Regions from separate parts of the Zea mays genome. Here regions 1 and 2 are each linked to region 3. Evidence: chromatin contacts called from public Hi-C data. All regions are on one chromosome and are shown on one strand. Each heading gives the region's core, a stretch centred on a gene start, on an enhancer-like site or on the middle of the called end of the contact. The rest is flanking DNA. Distances are from core to core; before and after follow the strand shown. Region 1 holds the start of LOC100194368 (nonsense-mediated mRNA decay NMD3 family protein). Region 2 holds the start of LOC103637695 (probable ADP-ribosylation factor GTPase-activating protein AGD8). Region 3 holds the start of LOC111274019.

What was found. A called contact is a pair of places that touch in the nucleus more often than the background predicts.
Region 1: a Hi-C map of bundle sheath shows a contact between it and region 3, with 3 times the contacts expected there. The contact joins the promoter of LOC100194368 here to the promoter of LOC111274019 in region 3. A contact is called at or near these places in 7 of 25 Hi-C or Micro-C datasets (bundle sheath, ear, endosperm and 1 more).
Region 2: a contact with region 3 is called in a Hi-C map of ear, with 4 times the contacts expected there. The contact joins the promoter of LOC103637695 here to the promoter of LOC111274019 in region 3. A contact is called at or near these places in 6 of 25 Hi-C or Micro-C datasets (bundle sheath, ear, leaf and 1 more).

What each region holds. Positions count from the first base shown.
Region 1 is chr1:100,560,350-100,563,049 of Zm-B73-REFERENCE-NAM-5.0, forward strand. It overlaps LOC100194368 (nonsense-mediated mRNA decay NMD3 family protein), which reads left to right and starts at 1,341. Exons shown (of 2, transcript NM_001374348.1): 1 at 1,341-2,700. The coding sequence starts at 1,535.
Region 2 is chr1:99,948,801-99,951,619 of Zm-B73-REFERENCE-NAM-5.0, forward strand. LOC103637695 (probable ADP-ribosylation factor GTPase-activating protein AGD8) reads left to right here and starts at 1,383. Exons shown (of 7, transcript XM_008660358.2): 1 at 1,383-1,741; 2 at 1,893-2,011. The coding sequence starts at 1,442.
Region 3 is chr1:100,271,288-100,274,011 of Zm-B73-REFERENCE-NAM-5.0, forward strand. LOC111274019 reads left to right here and starts at 1,291. Exons shown (of 2, transcript NM_001357142.1): 1 at 1,291-1,534; 2 at 2,437-2,724.

The DNA.
Region 1 (2,700 bases), core at 91-2,590, 290 kb after region 3:
TTGTCCGGTGTGCACCGGACTGTCAGGTGCGCCCGTCGATAGAAAGCTGCTACTTTCTGTCCAACAACTATAATTATGGTGGGGGCTATAAATACAACCCCAACCACCTCTATCCAGGACACCCAAGCATTCAATACATCCACATTCAATACAAGAGCAAGAAATTCATTCCAAGACACATTCAGAGCTCCAAATCTCCTCAAGTGCCACAATTAAGACAAGTGATTAGTGACTTGAGAGAGTGTGATTCGTGTTTCATTTTTTGCTCTTGTTTCTTGACTTTTTAATCGTGTTTTCTTCATCTCCTTCTAAACTCTCTAAGTGACTTGTAAAGCTAGCAAGAGACACCTAAGTGTGTGGTGATCCTTGTGGGGTCTTTGTGATCCTTGAGATTAAGAAGAAGCACTCAATCGGTCTAGGTGATCGATTGAGAGAGGGAAAGGGTTGAAAAATACCCGACCTTCGTGGCCTCCTCAACGGGGAGTAGGTTCATTGCAACCGAACCTCGGAAAACAAATTATCGTATTCATTTGTGTTGATCATCAACTTGTGATTTGATTCTCCCTCTCCCGTCTCCCTCTCTAAAAGTTCTCTTGCTCACAATCCTTTGAGTTAGCTCCTCAAGTTATCCGCATTGATTGAGCAACTCATAGCAAGAAAAATTCTCTTCCATACTCTGTATTCATTATTATTTGTTTCTAATCCTAACTCCAGGTGAAGTTCGTGTTCAAAGCTTATAATTTATAGGTTTCGCCTATTCACCCCCTCTAGGTGACTTTCAAAAACACATATTAATTATAATAATCTAGCAATGTCATTAACCATGGAAATCTAAATAGGGCCTAGATGTTTTCACCGTGTGCAATCATCGTACGATCAAACTATCAAAAGTCATACAAAAATATAAAAAGTATACCTATATTTTATTATTTATTCTATCAATATATCAAGTTTTAATTTACCATATGCTAAGATATGTAAAAAAGATAAAATTCATAGTTTTTAATCATCTGTATTTGGCAATTTTTTAGATCTCTTGATGTATAATAAATTATAACTTAAAATTTGATATATTGATAGAGTAAATAATAAAATACATATATAATATTTTAATTTATTTTTAATATTTTATTTTAACGATGATTACATAGCAAACTTAATTTCACAACATTTTTTGTCAGTTAATTTAAAATTGGTTTATTTGTTAGCAGATCTGTTCTATTCCACTTCCACCGCTGTGGTGACTACAAAGAGGAGGGTAGCATAGCATAGACTTCACGGCCCATGAGCCGACATGGTCTAAAAGCCCATATAGGATCAGGATTCAGGAGGCCTCGCAATCCTTAACCGTCCCACGCGACCGTGGACTCCGTCATCGCATTCGTCACCACCTCTGCCGCCTCGCGGCCGCCGCATTCATCCCCTGCGATTACAAAACCCTACGATAGTTCTCCACCAATTCCTCTAATCCCTGGTCGCTAGGTAGTTCCTGCGCCTCCATCCCGATCCCCTGTCTGATCCAATCGTAATCAGGATGCTGCCAGGATCAGAGCCGGCGGCCGGCGGCACCGGTATGTTCGTGCCGGCGGCGACGGCGGGCACGGTGCTCTGCTGCATGTGTGGTGTGTCCATGCAGCCCAACCCGGCCAACATGTGCGCGCGCTGCCTGCGCGCTCGCGTCGACATCACCGAAGGCGTCCCGCGCCACGCCGCCGTGGTCTACTGCCCCGACTGTTCCTCCTACCTCCAGCCGCCGCGGTCCTGGCTCCGCGCCACACCCGAGTCGCCCGAGCTCATGCAGATCCTGCTCCGCCGAGTCAACCGCCCACTCGCGCGGCTACGCGTCTCCCTCTCCGGCGCCGAGTTCGTCTTCTCCGAGCCCCACTCTAAGCGCCTCCGCCTCAACCTCCGCCTCCGCCGCGAGGTGCTCCACGGCATCGTCCTCGAGCAGACGCACCCCGTCGAGTTCGTCGTCCACGACCGACTCTGCGACTCCTGCTCCCGCGCGCAGGCCAACCCCGATCAGTGGGTCGCCGTCGTCCAGCTCCGCCAGCACGTGCCCCACCGCCGCACCTTCCTCTACCTCGAGCAGCTCCTCCTAAAACACGGCCAGGCTTCCCTAGCGATCCGAGTCGCGGCGGCCCCCGGCGGCCTCGACTTCTTCTTCGGCTCGCGTTCCCATGCCGCCCGCCTGGTCGACTTCCTTGCCACCGTCGCTCCTATCCAAACTCAGACAGCGAAGCAGCTCGTCTCGCACGACACCAAGAGCAGCGTCTACAACTACAAGTACACCTTTTCGGTCGATATCTGCCCTATCTGCCGTGAGGACCTCATCGCGCTCAGTCCCCAGGCGTCCCGGGACATGGGTGGCCTTGGCCCGCTCGTGCTCTGTGTCAAGGTCACAAATGCCATTGCTCTTCTTGATCCCCTCACGCTGCGAGTGCACCACCTGGAGGAGAAAAAATACAGGGTCTATAATTTCAAGGCAACTCTCACCAGCAAGCAGCTTGTGGAGTACATTGTGCTCGACATAGAACAAGAATCGCCTGAAATTTCTATTGATGGGTCTCGATACCAATTGGCTTATGCTCAGGTTGCCCGGGTGTCAGATTTCGGGAAGAATGACACCATCTTTACTGTGAGGACGCATCTTGGGCACCTGCTGAACCCTGGTGATCATGCCCTTGGGTATGATCTCTA
Region 2 (2,819 bases), core at 133-2,632, 320 kb before region 3:
CATCTTCGGCGCCGTATCAACCTTCGTATTATTTGGGCTTCTCCTACTGTGATATCGACTCGAGTCCGAAGATACCTGTTCACACATTATACTCCAGAAACACTGTTAAATCTTGTTTTTGAGGACCTTCGGAAGCCGAAGGCCCCCAACAGTCGTCATCTTCATGGTAACCTAGCTTTTGTTTAGCCTTTGTAAACATATCACTCAAGGAGGGTGTACCAACGAATAGCACGGGCACGTGTCACATGTCAATGAACTTAGCATTTCCATAGGGATCTTCTTCCACATTGCCTCCATGACCATGATATATGCTCAAAAAATTGTCCATCATTCAGTAACCATTATTGATGGTTATTCCCTAACCACCACCCACTAATAACTAACTACTAACTAAGTGCTAACTAATAACTAAATACTAACCAACTAATAACATAGTACTAAGTATAAAATTTGGACATCACCTCCCTGTATGGGGAGGTTACTAAAACCTCCAAATTCAAATCACATTAAACACATGGCGACCTCCATCACCTCAATCAAATCCATATTTATCACATTCAATAAAACTCACATTTACCACATTCAATCAAACTCGCGTTTATCACACTCAACCTAGTTTTTGAACTAAATAACTAACTAAAATCCTAACCAAATAACTAAAATATTAACTATATTAGCTACATACCAAGTTTTCAAACTAAATTAAAACTAAAATACTAATTAAAATACTAACTAATTAACTAAAATACTAAATACCTAATAAAAACTAACTATATATTTAAAATACTAAAAAAACTACCAATGATGGTGGTGGCGTGGGCTGCGACGCAGCTGGGCAGGGCGTGTCGCGAGGATGGAAGCGGCCCACAGCCGCGACGGCGCCCGAGGAGGAGTGGAGCCGGCGTGGCTCGAAGACAGCCGACGCGGGCACGCCGAGTCGCGGCGGTGCCTGGGGACGGGTGGAGCGGCGTGTGGTGGCATGGCGACGGAGAGGGCCAGCGAGCGCAGGAGCGTCAGAGAGGAGAAGGCAAAGAGACGAATGGAGAAAAGCCAGGAAGAACTGATCCGGTTCGGTTTAAAGGGGTAGGCGCCACAGATCTTGGTGCTTACCTCCAAACACGTTGTTGTATAGTTTAAAGGGGGTAGGCGCCAAAATCTGTGGCGCCGCCTACCCCTACCACGTGGGCGCCATATGTCGTCACCATGTTGTCGGACGTGTGCTAGACTTAGATGTCAATGCTATTGACGTCGGCCCGTGTTAGTTAGGCGTCAATAGTGTTGGCGTCGACCTATATGTCATTTTTGAAATGAAACTGAAAAGAGTATATTTCTGAAAATAAAACCGAAAATGGCTAAATTGTAAAAAAAAAAAATTTGGCCGGTATGTGTATGTCTAGGCTCTGCCGCTCTGGGGTCTAGACGACAACGCACGCAAAGGCTGATGCGTATCAACGTATGCGGATGCAGGGGCAGCACCGTCCACCTCCACCATCTTTCCTCTTCCTCCTCGCCTCCACCCCTTCCCTTCCATCTCCTCCCACCCGGCGACTCCTCTTCCTCTCTGCCGCGCCGATCGATTGGCCCACCCATCGATCGAGCACGGGGAAGAAGATTCCAGTCCGGAGTGGTTTCAATTCGGTCGGGTTCGTTGCCCGTGTGGGTGGGCGCTATGGCGGCGATGGATGCCTCGGCAGATAAGAACGCCGTCTTCCGCAAGCTTCGCGCCAAATCGGACAACAAGGTACTGTGGATTAGATTGGATTTTATGGGTGATCGATTTGATTGTGGAGTCGGGATTGATCGCACTTTCTTTTGCTCTGTGTGAGTGCCGCCTGTGCAATATTTTTTGTGTGTGTGCGAATTCCGTTTCTGATGGCGGTGCAAGCGTGCAGATGTGCTTCGATTGCAACGCCAAGAACCCGACGTGGGCGTCCGTCACCTACGGCGTCTTCCTCTGCATCGACTGCTCGGCGGCGCACCGCAGCCTCGGCGTCCACGTCTCCTTCGTCAGGTCGCCTCGCCTCACCTGCTTCTCTTCTCTTCTCACACCTGTCCACGTACGTGGACCTGTGGCCATGCCTAAATGCTTGTAGTATACTGTACTAATCTGCTGCAGTGGATTGATTGATCACATGCACATAGTAGTAATATTAATCTGCTGCAGCAGGTACCGTGACTGATTGATCACATGTTCATATGTACAAGTGCAATATATAATAAATATGATTATTTGAATGAAAATTCTGAATTTTTTCTACTTGATGTGTTTTCTGCTTCTCTTTTTTTCAGTTTTATCTGCTTATAAATTATTTTTAGTGTTCTGGTATGCCTGGCACACTTGTTTGGATGACATGTCATATGTAGTACCGAAGTCTCTTGTGATATGGTGTGGCATATACATGTCCCTGTTTGTTTGAGCTTTTTCCAGCTTCTGGTCACCAAAAGCTGTAGACTGTCAAACGCTCAGCTTTTTAGTCCGTTTCTATAAAAATCGATTTGATAAAAACCCTTCAAAATCAACATAAACACAGAATCGATGAAGTCGTTGCAATAGTAGGAATCTTCCACGAACTCTATGGACACTTTCATCTTCCTCGGCATGTAATCCCCACGATACTTAGATTCTCCTCACAGCCAGATTCTTTCCACAGCCAGATTCTCAGAAAAGCTGGTCAAAAAAGCTGAACCAAGCAGGCCCACATGTTACTAGGCATTATGCTATGCATGATGGAAAGGTCCAAAATTTCGCTTTACTTCCATGTTTACTCGTAATTTTGCTGTGTCACCAGAACAGTATGATGCAAGGTACATCTATAAAG
Region 3 (2,724 bases), core at 41-2,540:
ATATATCTAGCCGTATGCTACCTATGTCGCCTCCAGATGCCCAGGTATTTGTTGTGTCCTTCTCCGGCAACGAACAAGTATGTCTGCCTCTTCCCTTCCCCTCCTACTCTACGAAACCATGAAAGTGATGGAGGCGAGGGATGAGAGTCTCTGATTTGCTACCTATGGGACCCGTGCATTTATAAAAATTATTATGGGAAGAGCAGAGACAATTAATAAAAAATCTTGAAATCTTTTTGGTGGATAATTTACGTGAGTATTATTGTGAGCCGTCGCAACGTACGGGTAACCGACTAGTATAAGTAAATGCATGGGTAATCAATCCATCATGGGGCCGGAGCACAGTAATATCCGGTTTTATTTGCAATTTCCCACCCCCTAATCATCCTGTACAGTATGAATCCATGTCTCTGCACTTTTGGGCCGGACAAGGCGGGGGGGGGGGGGGGGGGGGGCAACTGAACTGATGGTAGTGCAAGCTTTTGAGATGAGAAAAAATGGTGGTGGTGGTGGCAGGTTTGTTCTAGTAAGACTAGCTTGGAATGGGAGAGGAAAATGGGGAAACGAAGGGTAGGGCCTAGGCCTTGCCGATGGTGCGGCACAGGCAGGCATGATGATGGTTGGTACCGACGGCAGGGCATGAGTATCCGTTTGTGTGGTTGGAGCGACGATCAATGTTGGAGATTATGGGATGGATAACAATTAGATTATATATGTTGTGTAGTGGTTCAGCTTAATCATATGCATGATGCATGGGGGTTTGCTCCTAGCTAGCCAGGTCATCAGGCGGGGGTGTTTGGTTACACCCCGCTAAAATTTAGCCCCTGTCCCATCAAATGTTTGAACCTCCGTTCCAGGTATTAAATGTAGTCGGATTATAAAACTAATTTGTCAGCCGAAGATTAAAAGACGAGACGAATCTAGTCCAGATGGTTGGGTCTATATTTCATACTCCTATTTAAAAGTCAAACGCTTGATGTGACCCGAGCTAAACTTTAGCAGGAGCAACCAAACACCTCAAAAGCTAGTCGATCGAATAGTCCAAGTCCCATCCATGCTGTGCCGCTGATTGACGTGCTCGATCGGGCTCGGCTCTAGGCCTACTCTAGCTAGCTGCAGCCTGCAAAGGGAGAGACCATTATATAGGGGCTGATTGGTTACCTGTTTGCGCTCGTGCAGGGCCCATCGGATACAGTTTTTGACAGTGCCGTGTGTTTGGTTGCTTGAACAAATGTTTGAGCCAGGTCACGCTCGTGCAAAATAACCATCTCATCCAGGCCCATCACAAACGGCCAAAATCTCCGTTTCTCCAGAGCCAGGCTCCACTCGCTCCCTGTCCTCGCAGCTCAGAGCACGCGCAGGCCCCTTCCCTGTGTCCTGGCGTGGAGCTCGCGCAGCCGCCTCGCCTCGCCTGGAGCTCGCGCAGCCGCCTCGCCTGGATCTCGCGCTAGGGTTGGAGCCAGGGTCCTCACAGCCGCCTCTATCCTCGCCTGGAGCTCGCGCTAGGGTTCCTCTCGCAGCCGCCGCTGTTGAGGTCAGACTCTGCCTTCTCCTCTCACCCTCAAGCTCTCCCTCTCCCGTCTCCTCTCCCCGCTCCGAACACTGGGCCGGTCGATCGTCCGCCGCACCCCCTTGCGGTCACGGTTCTCTTCTTCTCTGTCTCTCGCGCACAGATCTCACTCTCCGACGCTAGATGCACTTGCTCCTGGTACTACCGGGTAACGAGGTTTGGCATTGTGGTCGGAGGCGGCCATGCCGGATGCGAGGCCGCCCTTGCTTCGTCTCGCCTCGGCGCGCGCACCCTGCTTTTACGCTCAACATTGACCGGATTGCGTGGCAGGTCTGCGCTGAGCTAGCTTTGCCCCGATGGTAGATATTCTAGTCAGGTTCATTACTGAAATTACTTGAACATTGACTCCTGATGCTAGATAATAAAAATCATGTCCCTTATATGAAGAATTGATCCATCAAACCCTGCAGTGTAGAAATTTAGCAATGTGAACTCTTACCTGTGATAACATTTTTGTAGGGCACAAATTCTGTTCCAAGGTATGAATGTACGATAGAAACTGAAGAGATGATTTTTGATTAGTATGTTGCATATCTTAGTATGCTATAGCCTATAACTATAAGGAAACATTCTTTGTTAATGAATTCCATTTAAATTTTAGTATTAGAAGTGTAGTTCTGCTTCAACTCATCTACCCTACCCAGCCTTGTAACCCTGCTGTTGGTGGCCCTGCAAAGTCTCAACTTGTCCATGAGGTAGATGCCTTTGGTGGTGAAATTGGAAAAAATACCGATAGGTACGAGTTCAAACGTCTTGTTGCCTGGAGAATGAGTTTCTCTGAGTGCAAATGGCTGAGAGTCCATATTTTGATTGCTAGTTAATCAACAAAGATATCTTAGCATACTGATTGCATCTTCTTCTGATAGGTGCTACTTGCAAAAGCGTGTACTGAACAGCTCAAAAGGCCCTGTTGTACGTGCACTGCGTGCTCAGACTGATAAGAGAGAGTATGCAATAGAGATGAAGAACAGTGTGGAAAGGTCAGTGTATACTAAGTTGCTAACTTTACTTGGATTTGTAATCTTGTCTGGCACCTCCATAAGTGGTTAGTGCTACATAATTTCTGAATATGTTTCGTTTAGCTGACCTCATTTAAGTTATGTTAATTTGATCATCATTTCAGAGCTTCTTAGGTTGTACTCACAAAATTGTGA